2 separate regions of the Mus musculus genome follow, and region 1 is linked to region 2. Evidence: chromatin contacts called from public HiChIP or PLAC-seq data. All regions are on one chromosome and are shown on one strand. The core of a region is the stretch at or near the end of the contact, and the rest is flanking DNA. Distances in the headings are between cores, read along the strand shown. Region 1 has its middle 36 kb from the start of Gm41259. Region 2 overlaps 5430437J10Rik (RIKEN cDNA 5430437J10 gene).

Evidence for each region. HiChIP or PLAC-seq counts read pairs in DNA pulled down with a chosen protein or histone mark.
Region 1: a contact with region 2 is called in an H3K4me3 HiChIP or PLAC-seq map of bone marrow-derived macrophages, with 5 times the contacts expected there. The contact joins two enhancer-like sites. A contact is called at or near these places in 1 of 15 datasets of contacts at CTCF or cohesin (large pre-B cells), 5 of 484 Hi-C or Micro-C datasets (the C2C12 cell line, adipose-derived mesenchymal stem cells, bone marrow-derived dendritic cells and 2 more) and 2 of 115 datasets of contacts at active chromatin or transcription factors (bone marrow-derived dendritic cells and bone marrow-derived macrophages).

The regions. Positions count from the first base shown.
Region 1 is chr15:6,078,950-6,082,980 of GRCm38.p6, reverse strand. No RefSeq gene overlaps it. Among named protein-coding and RNA genes, the nearest start is that of Gm41259, 36 kb to the right of the region's middle. Within about 2 kb of position 1,825, at least 37 of the 459 cell types and tissues checked have an H3K27ac peak or open chromatin away from gene starts, as enhancers often do. A contact at or near this core is called in bone marrow-derived macrophages and group 2 innate lymphoid cells, where this site is marked.
Region 2 is chr15:5,512,822-5,516,767 of GRCm38.p6, reverse strand. All of the region lies in intron 1 of 5430437J10Rik (RIKEN cDNA 5430437J10 gene), which reads right to left. Among named protein-coding and RNA genes, the nearest start is that of 5430437J10Rik, 18 kb to the right of the region's middle. Within about 2 kb of position 1,812, at least 112 of the 459 cell types and tissues checked have an H3K27ac peak or open chromatin away from gene starts, as enhancers often do. A contact at or near this core is called in bone marrow-derived macrophages and group 2 innate lymphoid cells, where this site is marked.

The DNA.
Region 1 (4,031 bases), core at 576-3,075, 570 kb before region 2:
GAGCCCTGGAAGTACAAGAAAGGGACACATACCATCAGGTGTTTTATGGGTGCTTGAAATACAGATTCAGGTGTCATTACATTTAGGAAGCAAGTGTTTTCCTGCTAAGCCAGTCTCCTGGCCTTAGCTTCTTATTTTTTCCTCATGGTGACTGAGTTTGAGAAATTTCTCATGTATCGTAGAGTTTCAGTGATCAGAACAACATGGAACTGGCACAAAAAGAGATGTATAAAGCCATGGGACACAGTAAAGCATCCAGAGATAAATCCATAAATACAATCTACTAATTCTGAACAAGGATGCCAGGAATACAAAATAAGAAAATGGCAAGCTGTCAAACTAATGAAGCTCATATACAAAACAATGAAACTGAACCATTAGATTATATAATACACACAAGCTAACAAAAAATGGATGAAGATTTAATTATAGGGCTGGAAACCACAAACATTCTAGAAGAAAACACTGGCACAACTGTACAACTGGTCTTGGCATGATTTTACCAATATTATTTCCCAAAGCATAGGCAATGCAAAACAAAACAACTAAATAGGACTCCGTAAAGTATACATTTCTGAGTTAGTACAATTTGACTTTAAATATCAGTCATCCTACTACATGTAAAGGTATAGCTTATTTTTGCTTTGATTTCCAGATATTTTTTTAAAAAATGTGTGTGTGTGTGTGTGTGTGTGTGTGTGTGTGTGTGTGGTGTGTATAGGCTGAGTATGCCTTGAATTCAACTTGTAGACCTTATAAAGGAAACCAACATGATGCATGAAAATATGTTCAAGCCATTTGTCTAATAGGACATTAATATTTAAAGGGAAATATCTAAAATTGCAAACATTGAGGCAGTTTCAATTGAACAGGCAAGTGCACAGTGGATAACTTTGCAAATTTGGTATATGGATAAACAACAGTTAAATGAAAACTGGTGTGGCATTAAAGCTCTGTTTGCCCATGCTCTATCGTTTTACTTGCCAAAACAAAGCTTTGCTGATTTTGCCGTTCAAAATATGCCTTATCAGCTTCAAAATTACCTTTCATATAGGATTCAGTGGTCCTACACTGGTGACCACGAGATAAGTCAGAGCCCCACAAAGAAATTGTTTAGAGATGCACCAGAGATGTTGTTAACTGGGAGCCATTTAGGAACTGAAAGGAAACCAGGAGTTAAATAATACTTAAACAATATTTAGTTTTACTAGATGCTCTAACATTATTTTGTCCACGTAAAGAGACTATTTCTGTCTTTATGGTGTGATGTTATATGGTCTCTATGTTACTTGGTTTGCCTCTTCGCCTTTCCCTTCCACTCCAGCCCGAAATGACTTGTTGTTCAGCAGCCGATAGAAAGTTGTTTGAGTCAGCTAAAAGATCATCGTGAGCACTTGAGAGTTTTGAGGCCTGAGAAGACAGCCAGCTTGCATGACTAGGTTGGGTGACTTCTTCCTGTTTGCTGACGAATGTTTGCATGTTTGGCAGAATGCGGTTTAAGGGTTGCTTCCATTGTAACAAGCCTTCTGTTGGTAGGAGGCACATAGTGTTCTCTCTCAGCTGGAAGCCTTCCACACAAACCAAAACAAAACTGAAAACAAAACAACGAAAATCCTTCCTAGTTTCTAAAAGGCAAATTTGCCTTACTCTGGTCTGCCTCTGTAAGATTTTATCATTGACTTGCCATTGGAACGTTTTGTTCTCTGGATGTTCTTCTCATAATAATTCACTAAACATCAAAGAGGAACTCCACTGACCCCTTAATAATGAGATGCTTCCCTCTGGCTTCAGACCATGTCTATGAAAAAGTAACTCATTCACGGAGATCTGTCCAGCATGAGCATTTTGTTTGGATTTTAGCTATCTTTTCTCCTGAGTTATGAGGGTGTTTTAGACACACTATGAATCTGATTGAAACACTATTTTTGCAGTGAAATTCAGTAAGTGTGTTTTACCCAGGATCAGTTAGTGTGGTCACTAAACAGGATCCTACCTGAGTGTGTTGTCAGGACACAATACTATAGCTCTCTGGCCACTCTTCCGAGTTCTCTCCTCTGCCCTGTGTGCAGCAGAGGGCAGTAGTGAACTGTGCATTTTATGTGGTTTCTTTCTCCAGAAACACAAACCAAGTCAGTATAATAACAGTAATCTTGAACATGCCCATTATTGAATAATATTTTTTCTTTTGAACAAATCATCATTTACTTAGGTCACACACCCATATATAGCTTTTAATTTCTGATCTGAGACTTAACACTATAATTCATGCAATTTAGGATTTGAATATAGTATTGTTTTGCAAATAGACATTCACAAGTCAAATGTGGACAAGAAAAAATATAATTGTCTTAAGGAAATCTTGAGCATGTGCAATACAGACACACACCCACACATCTCTCTCTCTCTCTCTCTCTCTCTCTCTCTCCATATATATATGTATGTGATGGCATATATAAAATATAAAGCTTATACTCTTCCTCAAGGAAACATGTTCTCCCTTATCATCCTTCCAAGTAAATGAAATGTTTCTTATCAAATATAGTAACATGAATAGAAGATTTCTCCCCATAGGCTTATATATTTAACACTTTGTCCCCATTGCTGGTGCTTTTGGGGGACGCCATGGAAGTTTCAGGACAAGAAACTCACTGCAGGAAGAGCTTTACTGGGGAGGTCTTTGAGAGTAACTAGCCTTCCTTGTTCCATTTCCACATTGCTGTCCAGCTTTCGCTTTTCTGTTGCCCTCTAGGCCTCATGCTTTTGTTGAGCACTGTGGCGCCTTTCTCTCCCATTACTGATTTTCCTTCTCAGTGCTAGGTCAAAATAAACTCTTTCTTTTATAAGTTGCTTTGGTCATTGTGCTTTTATCATGGCAACAAAATCATGACATTGATAAAACTTAAAGATTATAAAATTATATGCTAGGAATGCCTTCCCCACATCTCAGTATCTATTTTTTACTTTCTTTGAGTTTGTTAGTTTCATCTTTTTGCTTTTTTTTTTGTCTGTGTGTATGGGAGGATAGCATACACTGGCTTTCTGAGTGCTGATGATGGCAGAGACACATTACTATACCTTGGTAATTTCAACGTTCTAGCATTTCTTTTAACTCGATACAAGATATGTTTTAACAGGAATGTTTAGTCAATTTACATTGATTCCACAGTAAATTACCTATTCAACATTAAATGCTTTCCTCAGATTGGAGTTCTTCAGTATTTTCCATCTCATTGAAAAGCACAGGCAGTCTCTAGATGGTCCATCTGGGGATCCATCCCATAATCAGCCTCCAAACGCTGACACCATGGCATACACTAGCAAGATTTTGCTGAAAGGACCCTGATATAGCTGTCTCTTGTGAGGCTATGCTGGGGCCTAGCAAACACAGAAGTGGATGCTCACAGTCAGCTATTGGATGGAACACAGGGCCCCCAATGGAGGAGGTAGAGAAAGTACCCAAGGAGCTGAAGGGATCTGCAACCCTATAGGTGGAACAACAATATGAACTAACCAGTACCCCTGAGCTCTTGTCTCTAGCTGCATGTGTATCAGAAGATGGCCTAGTCAGCCATCATTGGGAAGAGAGGCCCATTGGTCTTGCAAACTTTATATGCCTCAGTACAGGGGAACGCCAGGGCCAAGAAATGGGAGTGGGTGGGTGGGGGAGCGGGTGAGAGAGCGTGTGGGGGACTTTTGGGATAGCATTGGAAATGTAAATGAGGAAAATACCTAGTTAAAAAAAAAAAGATATCCTGGACTGCGTGTAACGAATTGTAAAATCTGCCCAATGATCCTGAGAAAGTCATGAAAATTTATAAAGTCGCATTTATAAAGCTAAGATAAAAGCTCTTGCCTCAAAGGGTTTTGTGATCATCGATATTAGTTTCTGGGTATTAAAAAATATCTTATAAACTCTGAAAAAAAAAAAAAGAAAGAAAAGCACCGGCACCAACGCAAACGCGAGTACCTGTCGCAATTCTGTCTCATGCATACCTAGCAAACCTGTCCTGTTTGCAAGTGTTGCTAATTAT
Region 2 (3,946 bases), core at 563-3,062:
CAAGGCCCCTCCTACTTTGATGACATTTCTTTCTTATCCAATGGATTTAGTTATAGTTGCTTGAATGGGTATGAGTGGAGGGTCATTAACTGGAATATAGACAACTTACCAGTGGATATACTGACACAGAAAATGAACTCTTTCCCCCCAAACCTATTAACTGGCTGTAGTCCTTCAGTGAGGGGTGAAGCCTCAGGAGCCTCCAACAGGTACTAGAGGAAAGTGAGGTTCCAGTCTTGTGTAGGTCTTAGGTGGGTAACACTACTGCAGTGAGTTCACACGTGCAAACACTGTGTTGTGTCCAGAAGATATTATTTTTAAAGCTGCTTTATGCTTTATTTTCTGTGTGTGCATATAAGGAGAGGTGTTACTGTGTAGGGTTGTGCATACATGTGAACACGTTCACTATATGTAGAGATCAGAAAACAACTTACAGGAACTGGTTCTCCCCTACTGGCCATATGGATCGTAGAAAGAAATCTAGGTCATCAGGCTCAGCATCAGAGTCATGTTATTGTCCCATAGGAAATCTTCTTAGCACTCCATGCCAAACTCTGGCTCTTAAATATGTCCTCCCATCTCCTTCCACAGTGGTCCTTGAGCCTCATCATGGGTAGAATAGAGAGATCTGGTTGAGGAACAAGCACTCTCTGACTATTTACTCTCTGGAGTGTGACTAGTTGTAGATCTCTAAACTAGCTGTTGCCTGCTGCAAAAAGAAACTTAGACTTAGAACAGCACTGATCTATGAGTATAAACCTAAGCATTTGGAGGACAGTTGAATACCATGCCCATGTAAGATAACAGTCACAAGTCAAGAAAGTCTTCTAAACTTATTTCTATTGGAGAAAACACTGACATAGTCCATCTTCTTTGAGAGACATGGACAGAAGACATGCTTTGGGATGCTTAGCATCACTTCAGTGTCTGCTTTCTTCAATAAGTTAACTTTAACAAGTGCACCTTTAGCAAGCTAATAATTTTTATCTCCTTGTGGCAAAAAAAAAGGAGGATAGCCCATCCACACGTAGAAGATGACAGCCTTGAGGTGAGATCATCTTGGATTGCATGTTCTTAAATAGCTGGTATCTACTCAGTCAGGGTCAGGACTGATTTTTCTTCTAACTAGCAGGCCATCATTTTAAAAATATTCCTCCATTGCAAAAGTGAGATCTAATCCCCTGCTCATGCGTGTGTTCTATCTTGCAAGCACTATGATGAACTATGTGGCAGAAACAACATTCTACCAACACTGGCTCTTAACTCTAAGAGAAACTGCAGTTTCAGCTTACCTTTATTTTAAGAGCATTGAATGCCACATTAGAAATCTCCCTGGTATTTCAGAGCCCATTTGGTGATGCCATGACATGATATATAAAGATAAGGCCAGCTATCAACCCCAGTCTGGTAGTAAACCTTACCAAACAGAGGTAACGTGCATCCATTAAGGAACAACACACAATCTCTGAGATGTGTATATACATTAAAACACCAAGAATTCCCAAACATGTACACCTTGACACACTCCAAACTTAGTGATTAGGTGAAAAGCAGATTCCTTAGTTATGTATGTACCATGATATGCTCACCAAGAAAAGAAAAGCTAAAGAGACAAGACATAGCACTGCCTGTCAGAGAGACTTTCTGATGCAGGTTGTGTAGCATGGCCTTCTGAAAGCTATATATGGGGTTGGAGAGGCAGCTCAATGGATAAAGAGCACTTGCTGCTCTTCCACAGAAATAGAGTTCCATTTTAAGGATCCATGCCAAATGACTCACAAAAATGATGCCTAAAATTCCAGCTCCAGGATATTCAGAGTCCCCTTTTGGTCTCTGAAGGTACATGCATGCATATCACACACACACCACATGAGACACTCTCTGAGGGGGAAGAACAGAACATGGTATTTTCTATTTCTAACATTTGTGAACTTTCAGATTCTCTGATCAAAGTTTATTGCAGAAGATCCCTGAGACCCCTGGAAACGGACAAATTAGAAAGTCAGAAATAAAAGAGAGAATTTCAGATGCTTTGGGTATTGAGGTGTGATTTCTTTTTTCTTTCTTTCTGGCAAGCACCCACCCTTCTTTTAACTTTTTGTCCTTTCACTTTGTACTGCAATAAGCTCATCTTGGTGAATAGATTGCTAAAGATTTAATAACTGTCATACTTATTCGTTGTAATGTCTTTGTTCTCATATAAAATCTTTTAAAACTATTGTAAAAATTGCCAACTCATGCAGTAGGTCTTCACAGGAAGTCCCTTTACACCCACACAGGGGCCCACAAGGATGATTACATAAAGGAACTGTCTCCAGTGAGAGAAAAGACACACATTCGGTCCTTTGTTTTCAGGGTTGGTTTGTTTCCTTTGTGCATTCTTCTCATGCTTTTTGGTGACATAAAAATATGCTCTAGCTCACCAGGGTAGCCACTGTGACCTACATCATCATGTTCTCGTGCACTTTATGGTTTCCCCTTCACTTCAGGGGCGAGAATGCATGAGCCCAATTCAGCTTTTGCTAGCTGATGATGTCAGACATCATCAGTCCATGGAGGTGCTCAAACAACAGGAGTGACTTTAGCATATAAACAATTCCAAGATAGGTCTAGTTCTATTCTGGAGAGGAAAATAGAAAGTCATACATTTTATATGATTTTATAATTGATGACTAATGAGCGATAGGGGTTTTTTGTTAATTTGGAAGCTTGAATGATTTTTCCCTCAGTTTTCAACCAGATGTTTCCACTTTGCTGAATTTAGTAAACTAAAGCTTCCAATGTCTCACAATTTTTGAAAGACAAAATACCACTGTGTTGGTCAAACTGACCTTGATTCCTGAGGCCACAGGATGCTCCAGCCTCAGTTCCCCTGGTAAAAATGTTCTTTTTAAAAGTAGATTCTGTAACCCCTTCTCTAGCTCCCATCCTCATTCCTTACTCCTTTGGCTCTTTAGGAAAGAATCTAACAAAAGTTTTAAACTTTGACTACAGAAGATGATTCACTGGTACAATTTAGCATTTTCTTCATGTTATGGTGGACACATAGATTAGATACAAACAATACTTAGATAATCGTGGTTTCCCAATACATATCAGGAGCACAAATTTGAAGGCAGAGAGGATAGGAAGAGGGGAGAAAAAGATAAAAGGAAAAATGAAAGGAGGGAGGTAAAAGGATCTTAGTTTCCATCTAAAACAGATCTCTATCCTGTTACCTAGGATTTCACATTCACAAGGGTTCCGCCCCACCCTTCCCTCTGTGCTTTCCTAAGGAGCCACTTAACCTTTCCCCACTAAGGGGGAAGCCCTTAGTACCTTCCTGCTCTGTAAACACTAGCAGCAAATCCATTAAGTCACTGCATGGGGAGTGAGGCAATGAGGATCTTTCAAACTTTCCAGCTGTGACACAGCTTCTCTTTCCACCTGGCACACTGCTCACAGCTCTGCAAAGAGGAGTGTTCTGCCAGCAGCCCAGCGGCCAGACCACCTGGCCGAGGACAAGGAAGCCTTTCTTAAAGTGCCAACACCCAACCTTGGCTTGACTTGGTCCTACATTCTGAAACACATCCCTTCTTTCCAGTCCGTATGTTCTCTAGGAAGCTGCAGCACATCACACACACACACAAACACACACACACACACACACACCCCAAAGACACGAAGGTCCAGAAATGTAATTCTTGGCAAAATGCTCACTTAGCATATAAATGGCTTTAGATTCCATCCCTAGCACCCTAGAAACAGAACAAGGGAAATGGATCACTTGGTAAATTAATTGCCACAAGAATGAAGGTCCAGGAAGCCATGCTTAAAACTACATCATCATCGTCAACAACAACAACAAGAACACACCATCATTCCCTGTTTCTCTAACCCTAGCTACTTGGATAGGAGGAAGGAGACAGGTGGAAGCAAGTGGCTCTCTGAAGGTCTTGGCTTTTTA